Regions from separate parts of the Rattus norvegicus genome. Here region 1 is linked to region 2. Evidence: chromatin contacts called from public Hi-C data. All regions are on one chromosome and are shown on one strand. The core of a region is the stretch at or near the end of the contact, and the rest is flanking DNA. Distances in the headings are between cores, read along the strand shown. Region 1 overlaps Ttc7a (tetratricopeptide repeat domain 7A). Region 2 overlaps LOC120103462 (a long non-coding RNA gene).

What was found. A called contact is a pair of places that touch in the nucleus more often than the background predicts.
Region 1: a contact with region 2 is called in a Hi-C map of Schwann cells, with 2.1 times the contacts expected there. The contact joins two enhancer-like sites. A contact is called at or near these places in 4 of 12 Hi-C or Micro-C datasets (Schwann cells, hepatocytes, mammary epithelial cells and 1 more).

The regions. Positions count from the first base shown.
Region 1 is chr6:12,941,144-12,947,177 of GRCr8, reverse strand. All of the region lies in intron 15 of Ttc7a (tetratricopeptide repeat domain 7A), which reads left to right. Among named protein-coding and RNA genes, the nearest start is that of Mir3558, 8.7 kb to the right of the region's middle. Within about 2 kb of position 2,372, at least 56 of the 93 cell types and tissues checked have an H3K27ac peak or open chromatin away from gene starts, as enhancers often do. A contact at or near this core is called in Schwann cells, where this site is marked.
Region 2 is chr6:12,752,199-12,757,510 of GRCr8, reverse strand. It overlaps LOC120103462 (a long non-coding RNA gene), which reads left to right. Exons shown (of 3, transcript XR_010052445.1): 2 at 1-2,670. Among named protein-coding and RNA genes, the nearest start is that of Calm2, 90 kb to the left of the region's middle. Within about 2 kb of position 3,435, at least 50 of the 93 cell types and tissues checked have an H3K27ac peak or open chromatin away from gene starts, as enhancers often do. A contact at or near this core is called in Schwann cells, where this site is marked.

The DNA of each region.
Region 1 (6,034 bases), core at 1,123-3,622, 190 kb before region 2:
TGTTGGTTGGACAAAGTGGGAAAAGAAACACTCAAGGAGAAAAGCTCGGAACTCTTGAGTGGGAAGGGAAGGAGCACCCCGCCCACAGGGCTACACCTCCCATCCCTGGCCCTCCCTCTTCGCCTCTCAGCATCTTTCATGCACTGAATGTCCTACTGGCCCAGCATCCCACCCCACCCCACCCCATCCCCCATCCTACCCCACCCCCGCCTGCTCTGAGAGGCCATTTCCCTTGCCGAAAGTCTGCCTGAACCCCAAGCTGTGTGAGACATGCTAGGATCTACTCCTTTGCTTCCGCGACCACCCCAGGAAGATGCTTTCTCCCAGTGGCTTCACTCTCACTATCCTGTTGCTGCTCTAGAATGGATTGGACAGCTCCTTCCTCCCACACTGCTCTGCCCAACTGCACTCACAGGCAGAGGGAGAGGTTTGGGCTTTGAGCCTTGTGCCTACCACTCCACCTCCACCCCTTCAGGAGGAGTCCCATGGGTGTATGTATGTGAATGAAAACCTTTCTGTTTGCAAGGAGATAGCTTTCAGCAGGTTCTTAAAGGGGCCACGACCCCAGGGCTGTGGTGATGGTGGAAGTGGGTGTTGGTCTAGACTGTGGTGTTTGCCTGGAAAATAGTGCTTCTGCGGGAAGAGCCTTAAGGGGGCAGCCTATGCCATGAGAACTGCTCACTGACAGAGACTGCACTGAGGGGCGGCAGGAGCTAGCTCTAGGGTGTGAGACACTGCACTGTGTGGTTCCCTGTTACTACTGAGTGTTCTGCAGAGCACAGGGAATGAGTGCGATGGACCCCGAGGAGAACTCCCCTACTCAGTTTGCTCAGTTAGCAGGGTCAGGTGATGTGGAGAAGTTGTTCTTCATCAGCTCCCAGACCCAGAGCTCTGCTTTGATCTGAACTGGCCCTCAAAGGCTACAAAACTAACCAGACAGGAATTCATTCAAGACACCAGAGTGTGAGAAAATAAATCTTTCTTATAGAAAAAAAGTTATACACACACACACACCAGTTCTATCCAGTGACCGAGTCCCTTTGCAAATAAATTAAAACTGTTCCCCACAGATGAAACCCTGGAATGCAGAAACCCATGGATTAGCAGGAAATGTCATTGAGACCATTATGGGTCAGGGATCACTGAAAAATGTCATTGCTTTTCGATTGACTGTGTGTCCTGCTTCCCCACCTGCCCCCTGAGCTAGGAGAGGCCATGTGGGGCTCTAGCTCTTGCTAGCAGTTAATTAAACCAGCAGTCCAGTAAATAGTGCTCAGCAAAGCAACCCAGACCAAACCGCCTCGGCCTGACCTCACCATCCCTAACAAAGTACTCTCAGGCCTGTGACATAGGTTGTCTCCCACCAAGCACCTTGCAGGGCTATCCTGGTGGCCAAGCCTTCTAGAGACTTTTCCTTTGTGCAGAGTCATCAGTTCAGTGGATCCAAGAACTGTCCCCATGGAGGACAGAAGCCAGCAGGTCAGTGTAGGGGTACTTTGTGGCCCTCTGCTGCTTGGGAGAGGCCTAGACAAAGGAGGAAGCTGGCCGCTAAGCAGACCCCCACCTTATGAGTTTATCCTAGTGTGAGAGCTGGTCAGGTCACTGCCGTGAGTCACTTCTGTGGCTTAGGTGCCGCCCGCAGCAACGTGTTCCTCTTTAAATAAAATAAATTTTGAAAATCTCCCCTGCTCTTCTGCTTCTCAAGTGCGCTGTGAGACTCGGACTGAAGGTTACAGGTTGGTAGACTGCTGTGTCCAAGGTCTCAGTGTGGAGAGAAGGCCACAAAGTCCCATTGACACCTGGCACTGAGGGTGTGAGTGAGCCAGGAGCTGAAGGAAGGGGTATGGATGAGGCTGGGCTGTGAGTGACACAGGGAACAGTCAGTGTTCCCACACAGGCACCATCTAGGCATGCGGGGCAGAACCCAGCCTTGGTGAGCCCAGCTTCTGAAAACCCTTCTCACTCAGGGATTAAGAAGCCAAGTGGAGGATGGCCTTTGGTTAACACGGCTCAGGTTTAAAAAGGCGGAAACGTGACGAGGCAGAGACTGATTCCTCCACGGGGACAACACTGTATGTCCTCACACAGCCTGGTATGATGGAAACCAGATACCCCCAGCAGCTTCCTGAAATCCCATGGGCTTCCCACTAAGCCCTGGACACATGTACCAGGCGGCCAGGAGGCCCAAGGCCAGGCAGGCCACGGGCTTCCTGTGGGGAATGTGAGAATTTTAGCAGCCCCAGAGTTGTCTTTGCTGGCCCTTCCCATGAAGAGGCAGCTGGGAAGCCTGACCAGGAGGAACAGGAGTATGGGGTAGGGAGGAATGGCCATGGTGCACACTGTAAGGAGATGGTTTTAGGTAACACATTCCTTTAGCTTTAGTCAGGACCTTGTAGTGAAGGTCACCATAGAAACCAAACAAAGTTCCTAGGCCAAGGATGGGAGCTTTCCAATAAGCAAGCTGTCAGTCATTCCCCCCGCCCAGCACTGGCGGCCTGCCAGGCTGACTCTGAGGACCCAAGGCCCTCAAGTGACAGGGGAGCAAGTGTGTGTGTTTTCTTCCTAGCTCCACAGTGGGCAGGGCCACCTCCCCACCCATTATCTGACACAGTAGGCATTCCTGAGAGCCCCTGCTGGCCCAGCCCCCTGGCCCTAGGAGACTTGGGAAGTCTTGAGGGAATGTGTGTCAGAGCCCCAGAGGACTTTGCCAGTGTAGGAACAATGTGGCTCTCTGCACAAGCCACTGCTCGCCCCAGATCAACACATGCACTGCTGCAGCCATCTGCCCCAGGAAACCAGGGCTGTTTTGGAAAATGTTTGACGTGATATAACTAGGTATTAGCTGGAGCCTGTCTGTAGCTAGATCCAGTCGAGGCTGAAGCTGAGCCTCTAGGGCATTTCTCCGAGTTATCTGCCTGCCCCTCACATGCACACCTATTTATCAGGTTGCACGGGACACATTTCTGGAGGGGCAACCCACCAAGCAGAAGGGATCAGAGTCCGGGACTTCTGTTAACATTTCTGCCGTAAACCCAGTGTGTTTATTGGATTGTTCTTATTAAGGACTTGTGGCACATCAAAAGGATGCTTAAAATACCAACACTTGAGGAGGGGTTGGAATCAAAGGTATTAACACAAACATAGTTTATCACTCTGCTGGGTTCATTAAACATGCTTGGCGGCCACAGTGCGTGGGGACAGCAGCCAGGACTCTCTGGCCATGTGGCCGAGGAAGTGCTAAGCCAGGCATAATCGCTGGCCCCCTCAGGTCCTTCTCAAAGGTCACCTCCTCCTTGGCTGAGCTGGGTTGACATTCAGCATTTCTTCTTCTCAGCTCTCTTGTGGTCTTGTTCTGTGTGATTCGAGAGGACCCAAGACAGAGGCCTGTCTTCATTATCTGTGCTCTGCCCACAAGAGCCTGTCTCCTCAGTGGAAAAAGCTATACTGGGTGGAAAACACAGATGCAGAGACTAAAGCTATCTATATTCCAGGCCAGAGCCTACCCTTGTCCTACCTAAGAGCTTCTCGAACAGCCTGCAAGGCCTTTGTTGTCTGAGTCGTGTTCAAGTCTGGAGAGCTTACTAGGGGGTTGTTTAGTTATCTGTGGTAGGACGGCATTGGGAGGCTGGTGGGGTGGGTCAGCCGGCAGTCAGTACTGCACTGGTGGGAAGAGTATGTTCGGGGCACAGCGTACCAGGCTGGGGCTCCTCACCAGGTGGGGCAGGGCCTTTGAAGGCCAGGAGCTGGTACTCCAGAAGCTGAGACTTTCGGGCTGTTGCCTTTTAAAGCTTCAAAGTCGGATCGAGTTCAATTTATTAAGAGGCAGAGGATCATTGTGAGTCTTCAAGGATTAGGGAACTTGGGTCACAGTAATCCTCTACACCAGGGGAAAATCATTAGCTTTAAGGTTAAGAACTGCTAAAAAGGGTCCCTTGAGTGTTGAAGATTAGTCTGAGGGAAAGTAATAAAGCTAGGGGTGGCGCCTCCCCTCTCAGGGAGCCCATCCCCATTAGGGTCCCTGTAAAAATCACACCCTCATAAAGTATGTGCCTGAGTAATCAGCCCTCCTGCCTTCCCCAGAGCAGTGGAATATGGAGGACCTAGGGAGCCCTGCATCGCTTAGTGTGACCCTGGCATCCTACATGAGGTCTGGGCCTCCTTGCAGAAAGAAGCCTGACGATTACAGACTGAATGGGAACCTAGCTGGTGCTGTGGGTGGCGGAGGGAGGACAGCTGCCCCCTGGCTCCGTGCCCATCCTGTTATTCTGTCATGAAGTGGGGACCTCTATACCTACTCCAGAACTTTATCCCTGCTTTTCCGGTCTCCTAGTTACCTGGTCTCTCTGGCATCCACATTTCCGGGTCTCCAGAGACACCTCTGTTCTTGGACCTAAACCACTGCACTGCAGACGAGGCCAGACTCCCCCATGCATTATTGTGTTTGAAGGTCTCTCTATGGCAGAGACTTGAGCCTCTTCTCTGCCTGCTGCCCCAGTGGAGGGGTGTGAGGCTGGACACTTGTACATCCCAGGAGACCCTCAGATTAGAGGGACAGGAGATTCCTGGGGTGGAAAGAAGAGAAGGGGAGGAAACCTGGAGGATTTGGGCATCTCACAGCCCTGGTCCTGCTTAATCATTTTGGCTCGACTTTTTATTGGTGTCATTTTTAATAAAACACGATCCTCCAGCCTCTACCTCCTGAGTGCTTGGAGCATAAGCTTGTACTGCTACACCACCATAATTTGACCGTATAGCTCTGATATGAAGAAGTTAATGGTGGAGTAGGGTGACATCGAGCCAGATTAAATACCCGGGTAGCTGGATGCTGTGACCTGCTTGAGACCCTGGGGCGTTGCACTTCTGCACTGATCCTCTCCTCCCAGCGCCCATCCCGGGAGCCATAGGATTACCATTTGCGTTTTACACATGAGGGCATGGATGGGGCTCTGAGTTCAAGTGTCTTAGCCCAGGCTCCATGGCTCCAAGCAGGGATGCCAGTGTCCTCAAGGTCAGTTCAGCTCTCTGAGGCCAAGCTGGGGAAGCCAGGGCACCCTCCCTGTAGATTCCACTGTGCTCACGCTCTGGCCTGAGGAGTTAGACTTTACAGCAGCGTGGCCCTCACTCAGAGCACACCCTGCTTTTCCACTCAATTATATGTTTTCTGTAAAAATAGAACTCTTCATTAAAATGGCACAGCAGGCCACCAGCTAGAATTACTAATTACTGTCCTTTAAAGAGATAATGTCCCCTTCTGTACATGCGACACACCTGCCGCCACCCTTCAAGGAGCCAGGGAGAACAAGAAAAGCCTCCCGGGACCTCAAGAGCACAGTGGGGCCCAGTGGGCCAGGAAGAATGGAATGTCCTGGGAGCTTCCCTGAAGACTTGCTTCCTTGAAATTGCTCTGGTCCCTGGGGACATCTAGAGGCTCTGAGGAATCCTCCCGATTTAACTCTTCTGTGCTTTGACTCGGGCCTGTTTGTTGAGGAGGAAGGAAGGCTCTGGAAGATAAGAGTTAGCCAGCATGGAGGGACCCGGGCCTGACAGGAAGACAGGTCGGAGAATAACAGATAGCTGTTCTCAAGCCACTGGGCAGCCTACGTTGTCCCATGGCTGGCTCGACTGTGCAACTGCACAGGCATACTTGGGCAGGCGGGGGCTCTCGTAGAGATGAGGTAACAGATGTGCACCAGGGGACCAGAGCCTGGGCCATGCTCAGGAGAGCTGTGCTCCTAGGCACTGGGCTTCCTTCTGCACTCTAGCTTCCTGCTAGACACTTGCAAGAGGGTCATCACAACCAAGGAGGGGGTTTCCCACTTGTCACACAGGCTACGGACTACTGAGCAGGCCCAGGAAGCTCAGGCACTTTCCAGAACCTTCTAGGCTACTATCCTAGAAAGGTGGTGTTCTGGGTCTGATAAGGTCTCCTCCTCTCTTCCTCTTCTTCAATATTCTTTATTTAATATATGTGACTACACTGTAGCTATTTTCAGACACACCAGAAGAGGGCATCAGATCCCATCACAGATGGTTT
Region 2 (5,312 bases), core at 2,186-4,685:
GGTATAGCATGAGCCATCTCATAAGTCACCTAGATAAAGTAGGAATCATCAAATATTTATCAGATGGGGTTGGGCAGTTGGCTCAGTGGTTAAGAGCACTGGCTGCTCTTCCAGAGGACCTGAGTTCAATTCCCAACACCCACATGGCGGATCATACCTGTCTGTAACTCCAGTTCCAGGAGATCGGACACCCTTATACAGACACATGTACAGACAAAACACCAATGACAATGAAATATAAATCATATATCTGTAAGCTCTTTATCAGATGAAGGAGAGAGTGAAGCGGCTGGTGAATGCACGGGCAGCCCAGCCTCAGAGCATGAGAACACTTCCTAGTCCTGGACACCCGGTGATTCCAGGATGTCACCTGGCTCTGAGAGCCTCTCCCTGGAGAGTATTCCATGAGGAGACCACATGCACCTTTCCTCAAGCCCCCTCACCTCCCACCTCTCCTCCCTTCCCTTAACTGTGGGACTTTGCAAACCCCACATGCTAAACTTTCTACCTGGAATATAGCAGGCAGTGTGGTGAACAAGAGAGACAGAAAGGGGAGGTTGGGGATTTAGCTCAGTGGTAGAGCGCTTGCCTAGCAAGCGCAAGGCCCTGGGTTCGGTCCCCAGCTCCGGAAAAAAAAAAAATAGAAAAAATAGAAAAAAAAAGAGAGACAGAAAGAAAACAGTGTGTAGAACCCCCCATGCTTACAGTTTAATTTTCATTCTATTTATTTATTTGTAAGTGTGTACATGGACACATGCGTGTAGAAGTGGAACCCGTGTATGTCATGGCACACGTGCACACAGTAGAGGGAGTTTGCTCTTTCCTTCCATTACATGGGGAGGCCGAGGGGTCAAACTCAGGTGGTCAGGCTTGGTGGCAGGTAAGCCATGCTACTGGCCCATGTTCACAACGAGTAGATGATGATAACAGCCATGTACATGTGTCAAATCACACTGCAATGGAATCCACTAAGGAACAACTCTTTGAGGTCAAGAGAATAGAATCAGTAGCCTGGTGTGGTGGCACACGCCGTTAATCCCAGAACTTAGAAGGCAGAGGCAGGTGGATCTCTGAGTGTGAGACCAGCCTGGTCTACAGAGTGAGTTCCAGGACAGCCAGGGATACACAGAGAGACCCTGTCTCAAAAAACCAGGATGCAGGGGTTGGGGATTTAGCTCAGTGGTACTGGGTTCGGTCCCCAGCTCCAAAAAAAAGAAAAAAGAAAAACAAAACAAAACAAACAAACAAACAAAACAAACCAACCAAACAAACAAACAAAACCAGGATGCAGAGGGAGGAAGTGAAGAGAACTAGTGACGGGTAAAGACCTAACTTTCCAGATATTCCAGTCTCTGTTTCAATCACCGGGCCAAGAGACCACCGGTGAGAAGACAGCTTTACCTTAAACCATGTTAGATAAATAGGCAGAACGTTTTTCCCTTTAACGAGACACCGTACTTTTCCTTCCCAGAATTCTTTCCCCTAATGCTGACCCATAAGTCTTTTCTGGGTCTGCCTACCCTTCTGAGGTGTAAGCCAGAAAGTACAACTTCCCATTTTCTTCCTCTCCACAAACCCCTCTTTTGACACTGGCCAGAACCAAGAGAGCTTTTTCTGATACTGTGGGTGGTCATCCCTGCTCTTTCTATAATGCCCCGCTCCCCTCCCCCATGTGGCTGACCTCCAAGCCAGCTCGAGTGGCCTGACTGTCTCCATCTTACCTCCTTCTCTATGCAGCTCCTGGCGTTTACAGCTTGTGTGCCTTGGGATGTTTTCCTTTTAAATTCTAAGAAAAATTAACTTCAACCTGCAATTTGAATCCATTCTTTAATTCTTTTGTTAATGAGACCAAGAATCCTAAAAGGGAACACTGATTTTCCCCAGAATCACGAGGGTACAAATGCAAGAAACAGATCCAAGGAGCATGTGCTTCAGGTCAGAGCTGAGAAAACTCAAGGATGGCCAACAAAGGACGCTTCCTGAAGGATTCGAAGCTGCCGCCCATCTGGTCTCAAGCCTGAGAGGGAAAAGGTGGGAGAGGCAGCTCCCAGGAAGGACAGATCAAACTATGTTCTCTCAAGTAGATGTATCAAAACAATGTGCCAAGTGCCTTAAAATAGGGTGGTGGTGGGGAGTTCTTGGCCCGAATCTCTAAACAAAGATTAACAAGAGGAAAATAGTTTATTAAAAGTGTGGCGCATGGGAGATAAAGGAAGGAATGACACTTCCACAAAGAGCAGTACAATTTTAGGAAAGGGGAAGGCGGAAGAAACAAGAACTACACTCCCCAGAGGTATCGACTGTGAAAGGCAAATCAGAGAGAGGAAAAAAAACAGGAGACAAAGACTCTTCAATCTCTGCTTGCTGCGTGCCACTTCTGGCGGACGAAGGTCTCAAGTGTCTTCCATGATACCACCTTCCGGGTAAAGCGGAGAACAGGGACATCCGTGTACATTTCCATCCAGCTTTTAGGCAAACGGGGGAGGGAGGGTTCCTCTTGCTTCTGTTCCTTTTCAGCTGCCTTTGCTCAAAATAATCCTTATGCTAAAGTGGCCCGTGTCTGGGTGGTGTGTTTCGCTACCCTTCAATAGGATGGGCACAGCTTCAAGGCTATGTAAGGGACTTAGGCCGACCACCTAGTGAGCCCTTGGAGCAGTGAAAGAGCCCGAGGTAAGGCCTGGGAAGACCTGGCCTGGGGCAGGGGTGGGTGAATGTGGGGGAGTGGAGGTGGAGGGAGGGGGAACGGGACTATGTGACACAGGTAAGCAGCTGGATGAACAGGAGGATGGCAGAAGAAGCCCCTAGGCAAAAAAAGTCCTTTCGTTTAACCCAAACAGGACAGGTTCCTATCACGCTCCAGGCTCTGCAGGAGTAAATAGGGCCCGAGTCCTACTTCGGGGGTCCTTAGCCTCTTGCTTAGTCCCAGGACTTTGAGGCTATTAATGGTAGGGCAGGGGGGGCGAAGGAGGCTCTGGCATCTCTCCTGCCACAAAGCCGCTGATCCTCACGGTCCTGACAATCGTCCGCAGGATCTCAGGAGGAATCCCTCTCCCGCGGCCACACCTGAGAGGAAAGGGTGGGCCGGAGAGAAGGGACTAGGGTGACCTTCCGGTAAATACACCTATAGCTGCAGTGGGGGGCTGGGCAGGCGACGGCGGAGGGCCTGGAGCCCTCCCCGGATTCATCGGCTCCCCTGCGCCCCCTGCCGGCCATGGGCCGCACTCCACGCGCCGCCGCCCCGCCCTCCGCACCTGCGGCCGCTCGCCTCCCAGGAGAGGAGGTGGGAGGTGGGGGGGGGGGAACCTTCGGTTGTTTAGGGAGTGGAGGCGTTTCCGGAAGTTCCCTACCTGAGGGGACAACCCGGGACGTCCCCAGACCAGAAATTTCACCCTTAAGAATTACCGAGGGGTGGGGAGGTGACGTTCTTAACTTTTATTGGTTATTAATGCTGTGCGTTTTCTGGGCGAGCTGGGGGAAAGAGCCTGGAAAATGTCATCGACTGAAGAAGTCATTCACTTCTCTTAGCGAGGCTTTTAAATTAGCGCTCGTGTGCCTGGGCAAGCCTGAAGGGGACTCAGAGCCAACAGTTGTGCCCGGGGGAGGGCTGCAAGGAAAGGTTTTCTCCTGCCTGTCTTTTATCTCTAGGTAGTGGAGCCTCCCTCCTCCTGGAAGTCCGCCTTATTCTTCCTGAGCCTCTGTTACAGCCAGTGTCAGTGTCTCAGTTTGGTAGGTCAGGGTTCTCTGCCTATTTTTGATGAGTTTTTTTCCTGAAAGACTCTAAGCCTATTCTGTGTCCAGGGGCAGAAAGCCCTATCAGTGCGCGGCTGATATCTAGGGAGGAGAAGACACAGACACAAAGAGCATCCCATTTCCTGACCAGTCAAGGAGAAACTCCCACCATCCTCAAGTTCCCTGCGAATTTGGTCCCATGTTCCCGAAGATCTTTGTGAGTACCCCGAAATCTGAGCCCCGAACGGTTTGCTCTCTGAAAATATCCGGATGTCACTTAAGATCATGGGGACTTTAAACCTCTCTAGTCTCTCCTCTCCTCATCCCCTGCAATGGCTCCCCATTTCCCTCACAAGAAAAGCCAGAACTGAAGGCTACCCACAACACCTATGAGCCTCCTGCTGCGGCCACCACCCACATCTCTCTGGTCACTTTGTCTACCCTGCTGTTCCTTAACTAAGACAGAAATCAGCCTGGGCTCCGGCCCTGCAGCACACTGGGAAGTACGAGCCAGAGTGGCCAGCTCAGAGATAAAGTACACGTGAGTGCTCAAGGGAGGATGTAAACCATTAGGAAATAAAAAGAAAGTGTGAGTCAAAGTGATGGGTGGGGAGAGGGGAAGGCGCTCCAACCCGGAGAACAGGGAGTGGCCAGGAGGCCGGCTCCACCGCAGCCCAAATGGGAGATGGGGACCGCGGGGAGCACTTTGGATTCTGAGAGATTTGTAAGAATGGTGGCTGATTTCCTCCGTTCTCCACGACGCCAAGAGCCTCCTTCGTTTCTGGTGTGTCGTCTCATCTCGCCAGTCCCCGCCCATGCCCCCGTCAGGTCCATGCCCTCCTCCCACCCCCAAAGGCTAGAAATTGTATAGAGCACCTCTGGGTGGTCTGACTGGGGTCCCAGCAACCTGCTGCCTCCTCCTACCCTTCTTCCAGTTGCTAATCTAAGTTCCTGCCTGAGCTGCAGAGGGTCACAAAAGTCCTGTGTCACATCTTCCCTGCCCTGACCAGGAGGAAACCAAGTTTCAAAATGGCCTTATTTTGCAATCTGACTCAAAAGGGTGTGGAGTGGAAAATTATAGACAGCAGCCACCAAGGGACTTCGGCTTAATATAACTGGTGACCTGGGAAACGGCAGAGGCAGAAAATAATTTCTTCATTCTCGGACTGAGGGACAGAGAGGGTTATTCGAAGCAGAGTCAAAATAGAGACTCCTTCAAGCCAAGGGAGAGGATTGACACATGTATGGGTCAGAAGGGAAGCCCTCCCACTTCCTCCCGGCCCCTCCCTCCAGCTTTTCTCTGCACTTTCTGCTCGTCCACCCGCTTCCCATCCCACCCTCTTGGCTTTCCTGTCCTATCTCCGCTTCTTCTACCCCACCCCCGCCCCTGCTCGCTTCTTTCCCTCCTTCCTTTGATCTGTTCTTTCAGCTTAAGCAGCAGATACTTTAGCTCCTAACCACTTATTAAAAGGGAAAAATCATAAATCTTATGCAGATATCAAATGAGCACCTGTCAGTGACTGCCTTTAACCCATCAATTAATGAGTGATCTAGAAACATGTTGCAAACAGTTCACAGGAGAA